Linked DNA regions of Sus scrofa: region 1 is linked to region 2. Evidence: chromatin contacts called from public HiChIP or PLAC-seq data. All regions are on one chromosome and are shown on one strand. The core of a region is the stretch at or near the end of the contact, and the rest is flanking DNA. Distances in the headings are between cores, read along the strand shown.

Evidence for each region. HiChIP or PLAC-seq counts read pairs in DNA pulled down with a chosen protein or histone mark.
Region 1: a contact with region 2 is called in an H3K27ac HiChIP or PLAC-seq map of alveolar macrophages. The contact joins two enhancer-like sites. A contact is called at or near these places in 2 of 2 datasets of contacts at active chromatin or transcription factors (alveolar macrophages and skeletal muscle).

Annotation. Positions count from the first base shown.
Region 1 is chr1:168,276,651-168,282,813 of Sscrofa11.1, forward strand. No RefSeq gene overlaps it. Among named protein-coding and RNA genes, the nearest start is that of UACA, 170 kb to the right of the region's middle. Within about 2 kb of position 1,696, at least 4 of the 83 cell types and tissues checked have an H3K27ac peak or open chromatin away from gene starts, as enhancers often do. A contact at or near this core is called in alveolar macrophages, where this site is marked.
Region 2 is chr1:167,534,736-167,540,734 of Sscrofa11.1, forward strand. LOC100626276 (a long non-coding RNA gene) reads left to right here. Exons shown (of 3, transcript XR_131319.4): 2 at 1-725; 3 at 1,224-5,999. Among named protein-coding and RNA genes, the nearest start is that of RPLP1, 240 kb to the left of the region's middle. Within about 2 kb of position 4,141, at least 22 of the 83 cell types and tissues checked have an H3K27ac peak or open chromatin away from gene starts, as enhancers often do. A contact at or near this core is called in alveolar macrophages, where this site is marked.

The sequences.
Region 1 (6,163 bases), core at 446-2,945, 740 kb after region 2:
AGTGCTGTTGCTGTGATTTGACCCCTACCCTGGGAATTTACATATGCCATGGGTGTGGCCCTTAAAAGCAAAAAATAAAAATAAAGATTTAAAATTTAAAAAAATTTTAAAAACCCCAAAACCCATGGTCCGAAGTAAAACGAAGAAACAAATAGGGACCCACAGCTGGATCTCCATTTTCTCCAGCACTATCTCCATTTTCCACATTATCTTGAGTCTTTGATTTTCCTTTTCTCTCCTACTCCAGAACCATTTGGCTGACCCATTTTTCAGAGGACTCTGCATCCACGGAACAAGAGACCCAAGGAGATGTCCCACTAACACATCCACCACACTAGGGGTTAGAGATTCCCCTAAAACCTCTATGGGAATTTAGAGAAGGGGCTGCTCCTGTTCTAAGGCAAAATTAGAGTTCTTTGCCTACATTGGGTGCCCAACTGGCACAAGAATTGACCATAATTGTCTCTTTTATTTCCAAGAATAAACCAGAATCCCAAAGCTATCTCTAGCTGGCCCCACCTAGCCAGTTGGCGGGTGCTTTGGGGACTCCTGTGACCTCAAGGTCTCCCAGCAGAGGCCTGCCAGGTCTATGAAAAGCTTCCCTGGGTCTGGTCTGGGCAGCAGCCAGGGTCCAGCAGCTGCACGGTCGCAGTACCTTTGGGCAACACCCAGGAGCCAGCAGGGCCTCAGCAGTAGTTCTGGGGAGTGATTTTGCCTGGGGTTCTTCCTTTTGTTCCTGTGCCTTTGGAAGGTCTGCGTGTTCCTCTTCCTGGTGATTCTGTGAGCCACCCAACAGCTTTTCTGCTTCAAAAGAAAAAAGAGCCTGCAGGCACACACATGAGAGAGAGAGAGAGAGAGCAATAAAGAGAGATGCAAAGCTAGTGACACAGAGACAAAGAGACAGAAAGAATGAACATATTCTAATCCCTGGAACTGTCATCAAGCCATGGGCACTGGTCTCTGTCCTTCTTCTGCTTCCTCTAGACTGAGATTTCTGGCTGCCCACACCTCCTCTGACACGGAGATACATATGTACAACTAACTTTGCTCACATTCCACTCTGCATTTTCCAAAATCTTGGCTAGAAGGGACACGGTCCATCCCCCAGCTCCTGGTCTGTTTGTGTTCATTCCTCCTCAAGACAGCAGGGCTGCGGGCAGGGAACCAGGCGGAAGCAGAGGTGGTCGGCATTCAGAGTCTGAGCTGTGACAAGGAGACAAATCAAATGCCACAGAAGTTTGCCCCATGATTTTAAACTCTTCAAAATCGACACACAAACACTGGCCCCAAAGATTTCTCTTTAACTTATTTTAACTTTAACTTGAGGGGTGATCTCCACCCAGCTGTGGTATTTACACAGTCAGGGAGCATGGCCACGCCATTTGAATTTCTTTTGATCCACCACCTAACTTTCAGGATGAGCTAGGTGTTGCTTTGTTAAGAAGGGTAACTCAATGCCACTTTGAATGAATGAATGAATGAAAGGAAAGAGTTTCAGTTAAAAATTGATAGTGAAACTTGAAGTGAATTTTAATAAGCTCAACCCTGTGAGAAAACACTTAAACAGAACAAACCACCAGAGATGACTCTAAAGCAAATGCAAAATTGAGGAAACATTCTGTGTCCACTCAGAATGTCAGGGAACTCAGAGTAAAGGACAGTTTGTTGTTGGAAGGAGATGTTGAAATGGGTGAGTCCCACTCAGTCTAGAGGAAGCAGTCTAGTCTGACGGCCACGGGGACTTGCTCTGGGTAGCTATGCCACCACAACCCTTGCAACATCGTCCCGACCAGCTAACCACAGCCGCCCGGTCCATCTTACCGGGCTGGTCAGCTACCCCGAGCTGGCTCCTATTGACATGGCTCCCTCCCTGCGATTCCTGGGTGGCAGTGGAGAACCTGGGCCCAGGAATGAGAAGGCTTGAGTCCTGGCTTCACTGCTTGCGGGCACTGCTTGCCCTCTCTGGTTTAGAATGGAAAGAATAACAGGAACTCTACCAGTATTCTTGGGAGGATTAGATAAATTAATCCATATAAAGGTGTATCAGCCCAGCTTCAGCCAAAGAAATAAAACCGGCAGGATATACATACGAAGAGATTTGTTGCAAGGAATTGGCTTTTGTGATGGTGGGGCTGGCTGATGCATCTGAAATCCACAGGGGAGCTTGTTGGGAAAGGCAGGCTGGAACTCAGACACAGGCTGAAGCTGCCAGCCCCAGGTGGGGTTTCCTCTCCTTCAGGGAAGCCTCAGCTCTGCTCTTAAGACCTTCCAACTGACTGAGTCTGGCGCACCCAGACTGCCTAGGATCCCCTTTACCGAACGTCACTGGTTTGAGACTTTAAGGACATCTGTCTTCACAGCAACAACTTAATTAAGAGCTGAAAACTCAGGCCTAGGCAAAGTGACATATAAAACTGCCCCATCACAAAAGGGTCACCACCAGGGCTGCCTCCTGGAAATTCATCACTCAGTAAAGTTCTGCTGTTATTTTTTAGGATTCTAAAGCATCTCCTGTGGAGTTGACATAATGAGTCAAGCTCTGCCACTTTTAGCCTCCACGTTGCATGGCTCATAGCATTCTCTTCCTTACTTCCAAATCTTCTTCCAAAGAAAAAACTCACGCCAAGGAACCAAAAGGAAGGTGACCCTCTTTTACTCATCCTTTCAGCAAGCACAACCTGGGCGCACTCTGCACCAGCCCAGGGCCAGGAGCTGTACAAGCAGATGCAGGTACACATCAGTCCCCAGCCTCCACACAGCAACCCACCCTCCTTGGTTCCTCTTCTCTGGTCAAGCACACCCTGCCAGGCCTGCTGTGGGCCTTCTTTCAGCGGTCCTACCTTGGCACCTGGCCAAGGGGGCAGAAACCCAGCCCATGCTCTGAACTATGCACCCACCCAGAGAGGCACATTTTCTAAATCACTCACAGGACCCAAGAAGCTAGTGGCACCCTGGTAGCGCATGAAACCATAGACATCAACAGAGGAGAGATGCTCCCCAGGGAGTCACATGCTCTTCAATGTGTGACATCACAGGGCACACACGTGATGCAGTGAAAAGCACCTCTCAGACCCTCAGAGCTATTCTGACCTGCATGCCCTTCTAATTCCCCATCCTGGTGGCCTCTGCCCTTCTTGCTCAGCCCCACTTCCCTTCACCTTATCTCCTCCAATCCCCAGAAAAATGATGCCCTGTCCAGTAGCAACTCTTGACCTACTCCTTCATCCCCGCCTGAAGCTGCCCTGCCCCCATGGCATGGTGATAGTGCCCACTCCTAGGACAAGCCCGTCCCAGGTCCACAGTTCTCTGTCAGTCTCTCCTCATCCAGTTCTCATCTTCCCTTGCAGAACCCATGATGCCCCAGAGAGCCCCTGACACCCTTTCTATGAGCTATACTTTCTAGTTACTTGAGTTTAGCCAAGCAACTTAACCTCTCTGGGCTTGAACTCCTCTTCTGCAAAATAGATATGATGATAAAACTCGTTTTAAGGAGTTGTCATGAGAAGCAAATAAAATAACATATTCAAAGTGTCTGACACATAGAATCCAGGCCATCTCCCAAGTGTCCAGCCTCCCTGGCCAGCTCTTGCCGCTCACCCTCCCTGCAAGCTTATATTTATCAAGTCTAGGAATCCCACACTTAACCCATCCGATTTCCTGGCATCCTGGCTCCAGCTTACCTACCCAGGACACCATGGTGCTAGAAGAAAGAGTACGTTTGCCTTTGTATCTGCTGGGGAAGGCCTCCTACCCATCAGTGGGACCCGGAATAACATGCAGGATTTGAACTGTTGGCATTATGATCAAAGGGAGAATGTGGGGAGTTTTATGACAAAGAATTCATTTTACAGAATGAGAAACAGGTGTAGCATTCCCCGTCTCCTCTCAATCTGCCAGTGATCCCAACAATATGCAGAGGACCCCAATCTGTACTGAACCCCAGCACAGAGGAAGCACTTTGTCACCTGTCAAGCACTGTATCAATGTCAGCCATTATACTGTAACTTAATTCCTCCAGCTCCTTGTAAATGCAGGGCCCCACTCCAGGCAGGATTGGGCTGCTTCTCCCCACTTGACCTTGGAGAAATCTACCTCTTCTCTAGAATAGGAGCATAGTGACCAAGGAATTTCCATATTTGGCACCCTGGGGGCCCCAGCCCTCATGCTGCAACACCGACCAGGGGCTCTAACTCCAGGCAGGTTTGGAAATCTTAGCGCTATGGGGACCTGGGGCTGGAGAGTTTTCCACTGGGGGTGTGCACTGCAGGATCCTCGCAGCCCTCCTCGTCCATCCTCCCCGGATGCCAGGAGTGCCGACTCCCCAGTGCTAAGAACAAAAAGAGTCTCCAGACGTTGCCAAAATTGCCTCCAACTGAGAACCACTGGTCAAGAGCTGTCCAAGCTGCTCACTGTGTTTCATGAGTTTCACCATGGCCCAGCCACCCACTGCTCTCCATCCACAGCACAAGCCTCCACTCCACACTTGCACTGGACAATTCACAGAGCCAGGTGGCCGTGGTGCCCAGGGCCTGCTTCTGAGTCAAGCAGCTGGAGGTCTTGTGAGCCTGTGACTCTGGCCACCCGGATCTCTGTCCTGCACTAGCCTCTGTGACGTCACTTGCTTGGGTCAGGACTCTTTAACTGCATGGTGATGCCCCACCCCTGACCAGGCTTTGGGGACTGGAGTAGGGTGTCATGGAAACAGGATGCTGGGAAGACAACAAAGAGAGAAATAAAGGTAACCTGGACCACACAGTGCAGGAGGCCTCAGCTCTCCAGAACCCATTAGGTGACCAGTTCACTCTCCCGCTCTATAATTCCACATTTTCTACAGTGATGACATACCACCTTTTAAATCATTTTCAAAGCCTTTATTTAAAGTAATACATCTACTGCTAAATAATAACTATCAAAGGCTATAATTCCTAAACTGGGATTTTTAAAAAAAAATTTCTAGTTTGAACTGGCTGTGTTATTTTTCCAAGATGTATTTTTGTTACCAGATGGGGCAATTTTTATTTCACTCAAGTCAAGTGGGCATGGGTAATAACATAAAAATAAAAACAGAAGGGAACTGAGCAGCTAGTTTTATTGTTTTAATCCCATCACTTTTGGAAGAAAATAAATCAGCCTACTCTCACTGCCCCTTCCATCATTCCCACCAAATTAATCTTTCTATAATTATTGCAGTGCAAACATACATGGTACATATTAGATATAGGGTCACATGTACTTCACCAAAATGTAGTTATGCTATATCTTTCTGCAACTTTAAAAATCACTTAACTTTTGGGAGTTCCCTGGTGGTCTAGTGGTTAGGTTTCAGTGCTTTTGTGGTTGTGGCCCAAGTTCAGTTCTTGGTCTGGGAACAGAGATCTCATATCAAGTTGCTGCATGCTGCAGTTTAAAAAAAATTAATTAATTAAAATATTATAAAATATACATTAAAAAAAACCAAGAAACTTTTATCAGTGACCCACTTTCCTTGGTGGGGTCTCAGGAAACTCACTGCCTGTTTCAAATACCAGCTCTGACTTCTCATAGCTGTGTGACCTGGTGAAAGTTAATAACCTCTCTGTGCCTCTTCTGAAACATGTGGACGACATTGTTTACTGTTGAGTAGGTGAAAGAAGGTCATGTATGGGGAAGAACTCAGAACAGTGCCTAGCCCATGGCAAATGCTCAGAAATTGTTACCCCTTATTGCACTGATCTACTTTGTTTGTTAAGCATCGATGAGGACTGCATTAGACAGATATACCGTACTCTGCCATGGAAATTTAAACTTTTATAAATGCTTGCTCTTGTAAGCCATGGTACAATGAATGCCCGAACACTTACATCTTTACTCATTCATGCCATGAGTTTGGAGGATAAACTCCTAGAGAAGAGATCGCTGGGTTACTCAGTAAGCACATTTTAAGTTTACATATCTATTGACAAATTACCCTCAAAATGTTGCGGGGATTTTTAACCTACCAACAGTGTGTGCAAGCTCATTCCTTAGCTCTCACCAATTCTGAAGGTTATCAATCTTTTAATTGAATCGGCAAAAATGAAAACAACTCTATAATGTTGTTTTCATTCAAATTTCTTTAGTTTTTAGTGCAATTTTTCTTTCAGTTTAGAGGTCAAGTAATTTTTAATTTTTCTCCTTTTTAACA
Region 2 (5,999 bases), core at 2,891-5,390:
TTCCCATCCGTCGAGCTGTGTGTGCTTATCAAGCGTTACTTGTGTTTGCTCTCAACCTGTTCCTCTTACTCTAATTGAAGAGTGCAACTGTTATTCCACAAGGCAATGGAATATGAGGGCAAAAAAAAAAAAAAAAAAAAAATCGAGTTGCTTCTTCCTCAGCTAAGTTGAGTGCATGGGAAAGAATCAGATAGTTCACCAACTTTCTGGAGAATTTGTTGTAAGTAATATAACTGCAAAGGGTTGGGGGGGGAGAAAACCCCCATAAAATTGAATCTCTGGCTTTCCATTTTCTGTTCTCACTCGACTTGAAAGAAAACAGAGACTGAGTTGTCAACAGAACTTTGTGGGTATGGTTTTTTGGGGGGAATGATAACAAAGGGTTCCAATCAGTTAACCTAAAGGATTCCCTACTTTCTATGACTATTTGGGCCAAATGACACTCACAAAGCCAGCTCTCATCAGATTCAAGAGAGCAGGTCCGTGCCTTGAATATCTCTCAGTGAGCTGGAAAGGGAGGGTGTCAGGGCTCACTCAAGGCATGTGGTTAGGGTGAGCCCCTCAGATCTGGGAGGGGCTTCGTGGTCACAGGCCCAGAGTTCTTCCTGTAGTGGGTGTAGCCACCACAGCCCCACTGCCAAACAGCTGACTGGGCTCCCTGTGGATGCCGCTGGGTACTCACCGCCACTGAGGCCAGCACCTGGCTCTTTTTGAATTGTATTCTGGTAAGCATGGAGATTCCATTTTATCTCCCCTGTCTGTACTCCTCGAAGAGCTCTCTTTTGCCTAAAGGTGGAAAAGCTCCATTGCTCACCTTTAGTTAAGAGGAAAGTAGGTCCAGAAAGAAGCTGACACCATAGTCTGAATTAGCTCTGTATAATCTCAGGCAGCAATGTTCCTAGCAGCAGCAGGGTCTCCTTATCCCTTCAGATGAATTTTTCCTCCTTCCTAGGGCCTTCCTACTTCTCCAGCCCCTTTCTTCCAAAAGATCGAATCTTGGCCCCATTTCTGCAGGTTTCTCGCAAGCTTATCTCTGACCCCTGCTTCAAGTTTATAGGGAAAAAGACGACTGTGGATCAAGACAGTCTAATCCTAGCACTGTCTACCCTGAGACCTTTGACTATACACTTTAACTTTTCTGAGAGCTGTGCTTTTCTCATTTGTATGAAGTAAAATAGCTTATTGCAATGGTTCATTCCTTTAACAGCTTTTTTTTCCCCTAGTACCTGCAATATGCCAAGCACTGTGCTGCTAGGTGCTGTGATACAGGAGTGGGAAAACCAGAGACCTTCTGGAACAGCCACAGGAATGAAACTTCGCTGGGTGATTGATGGGCTCAGGCAGGGGTTGGCAAACTTTTTCTGTAAAAGGCCAGATAGTAAATATTTTAGGCTTTACTCTGCCATTTTAGCACCAAAGCAAAGCAGCCACAAACAACACATAAACAAATGGGGGTGGCTATGTTCCAGTGAAACTTCACAGAAACAGGCAGCAGGCCAAATTTGACCTGCAGGCAGTAGTTTGCCTACTTCTGAACTAATGTGTTAATACTTTTGGACGGGCGGCCGGTTCTGGATCACTCCAAGAAGGTGCCTTCCAAATTGTCTCCTTGAGGATTCATCCTTGAACGCTGGGAGTGTGTCTGGAGGGTCTCCAAATGCCTTTCTCACCCTCTGCAAAGTTTCATTCCTTTTGCTTATGTGGAGCTGGATGTGTCAGATCCCAAGCTGGCTTAATTAGCTTTTCCAACCTGCTTCCCTAATGATGAAGGGTGAATTCCATAGTATTCAGTGGTCCCTTTTTAACAGATTCAACAAACACGCCAAAGAGGCGACCTGTTCGGCACAGCTGGACTGGGAGGGCAAAGTCTCTCCTCCTCTCAGGACTTGAGTTTGCCTCTCTGGAAAATGAGAGGGCTGGACCATCAGCTTCCCAAACCTGAACACTCACTGAAGGATGAAGGGTGCTGGTTAAAGACACCGATTCCACAAAGATACATATACATTCTTTTTCTCATATGTATGATGGGGTCTCTTCGCTGTACAACAGAAACTGACGGAACACTGTAAATCAACTATACTTTAATAAAGACATTTTGTTTCAATAAATTGGGTTAACTCTTTGAATCAAATGAGAGCAGGCTTTACAATTCAGATTCCTAGGCCCCCCACTTTGGGCCCATTGTTGCACATTCCAGAGGTGGCCTGGGGACTTTGGACTATTAGCACATGTCCCAGATGTCTCTGGAGGAGGACGCTCCAAGGAGCGGAGAATGTGGCCTCTTGAGGCTCTGATGTTCAGGGGATGGCAGCAGCGTCAAGGGAGCCCGTCTCCTTCTCTGGGCTGGGCTGTGGTGGGACAGAGAAGGGTGGTGGTGAGGATCATTATCTTGTCTGCAAGGACGCGGCAGGATGTGGTTGACCCGAACTTCCCGCGAAGGGGGGCGGGGACCAGAGAACATGGGGAGAGATTCGTAGCCCGGATGGCAGCTCAGCCCGAAGGCCGAGACTGTGCTCAGTGGGGAGTGGGAAGTGAGGGCCTGGCCCCACCTCCTCGCTCTGACCTTGGCAGGTCATCTCGCACCTCCCAGAGCCTCAGTCTCCTCATGTGTAGAGTGGGGATGCTGATGGGTCATTGCGAGGACACCATAAGGAATGGTGACGATGACAAAATTTCTCTCTCAATTAATGCCAGGGAAATTCTCTTTCCTTGGGATGAGCATCCCCGTGAAAAGGGCCAAGGCCAAGGCCAGGAACCTGCTTCACAGGGTGCATTTTATTGATGACTCACTGCTTTGCCGTGGAGTGAGTGAGACCCTTGGCTTTACTGGCTTCGCTTTGCTTGACTGTTTAATGGGTTGCTTCCCCTGGCCCTCTCAGGATTCTTAAAGGCTGGATGAGACTCTGAATTTGGAAGTGCCCTTGTGTGGTCAGGGACTATGGCAAACATGTCCCATACCATCTTTGTTAGGCAGGGAAGTGTCTGACTTTCATAATGTCCTTGTTTTCCATTTGTCCTTTTTTAGACAAAGGAAGTAAAAAAGGATACACCCTGAAAGACTTTGTCAAATACCTTCTTCTCCCTTAGATTTGTTTTCCTTGGAGTTTAGCAGCTGATTAAGAAATGGCCACTGGATATCAACAGTGTGTGTAGCCTGGTGCCAGGTGTGGGAAGGGGGGTCCCTAACCATGAGAAGCTCACACCTAGTTTGGAAGGTAACACATGTGAAACAGCAATGTAACGATGCCAGTGGTGGTGATGATGCTGGAAATGCTGGGTACTGATCACGCCTCACACACACAAACCATCGTACAGTTATATAAGCAGCCTTATGACCATCCTCTTACTTCATATTCAAAACTATCCCCCAAAAGCCCCCAATTTCAAGGATGAACAAATGGAGAGTCATGACTTCTCTGAGATCAGATAAGAACAGAGCTGAGGTGGATTCACCAGTGCCATTGTCCCAAGACACCCCAGCTTTCTTCCTTGAAATTGCAACAAAGCATTGCAAAATGCATACCGTCATTAGAGAGTTACATGAGTCATCGCCATATGGGAAGTGAATGTGAAAAGGCAGGTCAGGAGATGGGGGGGGGGGGGGCGCAGTGATCAGAAGAGGCTCCGAGGAGAAAGGAGCAACTGAGTGGAGCCCAGGAGGCTGTGTGGTATTTGGATGGGATCTGGAGATGGGATCGCCACAAGCGGTGGAGATGGGAGTCTGAGTGGCACTCTGGGCAGGAGGAAACATGTAGGTATGAAAGGAAGCGAGTGCAAGGTGTGTCAGGAAACACCAGACCCTCATTTGACCAGAATGGGGGTGCATACATTAGACCTGCTCGAGAAAAGGAGGCATTGGGGATGGTTTCCCTTCTTTTGCCATAGGTGGGAGGGTCCCACCATCTTCCCTTTGACATCATTGTCCCTTTCAACCCCAAGTCCGTTTATAATCAAATCAAAGAGTAATCAAAGCAAAGGACTGTTTGCAGTCTTAGCCGAAAGACGCAGCCTGCCACTTCCGACTTTCGTTTAAAAGTGTCAGAGAGCTGCTGAAACAGGAACAGCACTGAGGCAGCGAGAGCAGCCCTGACTCACCAGGAGCACATCAAAGAAATAGCAGTGATAAGGGGCTGGCTGTAATGGTGCGTGTGAGCAAAGTTTTCCTGACACCCCTTGAGGCCTGGAAGGGCCCTTCTGGGCAGCCTCATTGTGGAAAGCAGCATGCGGTTTTCAGAATCTGGATGACTCACCACATGGGCAGGGTTTGGGGACAGAGAGGTAGTCGTGGTCTGCTGGGATGCTCGACCCAGAGCCCAGGCCTGGGGCCCTGGCTCACTGCACATGTCAGGTCTCCAGTGAGGTGAGATTCACCGGTCCAACCAAGCATCCATCCGTGTGTCCATCCATCCAACCATCTGTCTATTTAACAAATTATTCCAAGCACCCACTTTCTGCAGCCCCTCTGCGAAGTGCAAAATGATGTCGTGGTGACCAAAAGACACAGGCCCTGGCCTCATGGGGCAGTCTAGTGAGGGAGAGAAGGGTTGAAGAAATGATGACATGGGTAACTGAGTCACTGCTGCAATACGAGCTAGGAAGGGAAATACAGGGACTCTGAGGGTGGATGTGTAATAGGAGAGCTGACCTGGTCTGGGAAACCGGCTGATGAGCAGGGGCAGATGCTAAAAATGGATGAGACAGACGAGTAACTGTGCAATCGGTGTCTTAGCACCATCTCCCCCATCATCAGGGACAGTAAGAGCATAGAACTCACCCTTGTTCTTTCAAACTCCTTCACCCCTCCCCTCCCCCTTTTTTTCTACACACACACACAGCCTATGATGAGTTAATGGAAAAATCATGTGCTTTTGGTTCTCACAGACTTGGGTTTAAATCCCACATTCTCAATGTACTATCTCTGTGGCTTTGAATAAACCAAACGGGATCTGTTTTTGCTGTGTCCCCTAAGTTTTGGCATATTGTGTTCTTGTCTCATTTGTCTCTAAACATTTTCTAATTTCCCTGGTGACGTCTTCTTTGATCCATTGGTTGTTTGGAGTGTGTTTGTTTGATTCCCACAAGTTTGCGAATTTTCCAGTTTTCCTCCTGTTGTTAATTTTTAACAAAATCTTGTTGTGAAGATACTTTGTATAATATTTTTATAAATCTGTGGAGACTTAATTTGTGGCCTAACACATGGTCTTATCCTGGAAGATGTCTCATGTGCACTTAAGAACACATATTCTGTTGTTATGTCAGATGTAAAGCATTCTGTGTACATTGTTAGATCCAGCTGGTTTCATGTGTTGTTCGAGTCCTCTGTTTCCTCACCTCCTTCTGACAATTTTACCCATTACAGAAGATGAAGAATTCATAGCTCCTGTCATGATTATAGACCTGTCCATTTCTCCCTTCAGTTCTGTCCATGTTTGCCTCATGTATTTTGATGGCCTGTTATTAGGTGCGTAAATGTTTGTAATTGTCATAGCTTCATGCTGTATTCAATCTTTTATTAATAGAGGCACTCCCACTCTCTTCTGGTTTCTAGTTGCATGATCTATTTTTTCTATCCTTTCACTTTCAAACTATCTGTGTCTGAATATAAAGCGAGTCTTTTGTAACTAGTATATGTTGGGTCATGGTTTTTAATCCATTCTGCCAATCTCTCCGTTTTCATTGTTGAGTTTAATTTGCTTACATTTAATGATATCACTAATAATAAGGCTTACTCCTATCATTTTGCTTTTGTTTTCTACATGCTTTACAGGTTTTGTGTCCCTCATTTCCTACATTACTGTCTTTTCTGTTTAGTTGGGGATTTTCTGTAGTGAAATGTTTTAATTCCCTTCTCATTTCCTTTTATATATATGCTATACCTATTACTTATCAGTTATTGATATCAAAAATTACGTTTTTACACTATGCATCTAAAACCAAAGTAATTGTTGTTTTTTAGTGCATTAGTCTCAAATTACGTAGAAACTGTAATATGACTTTAT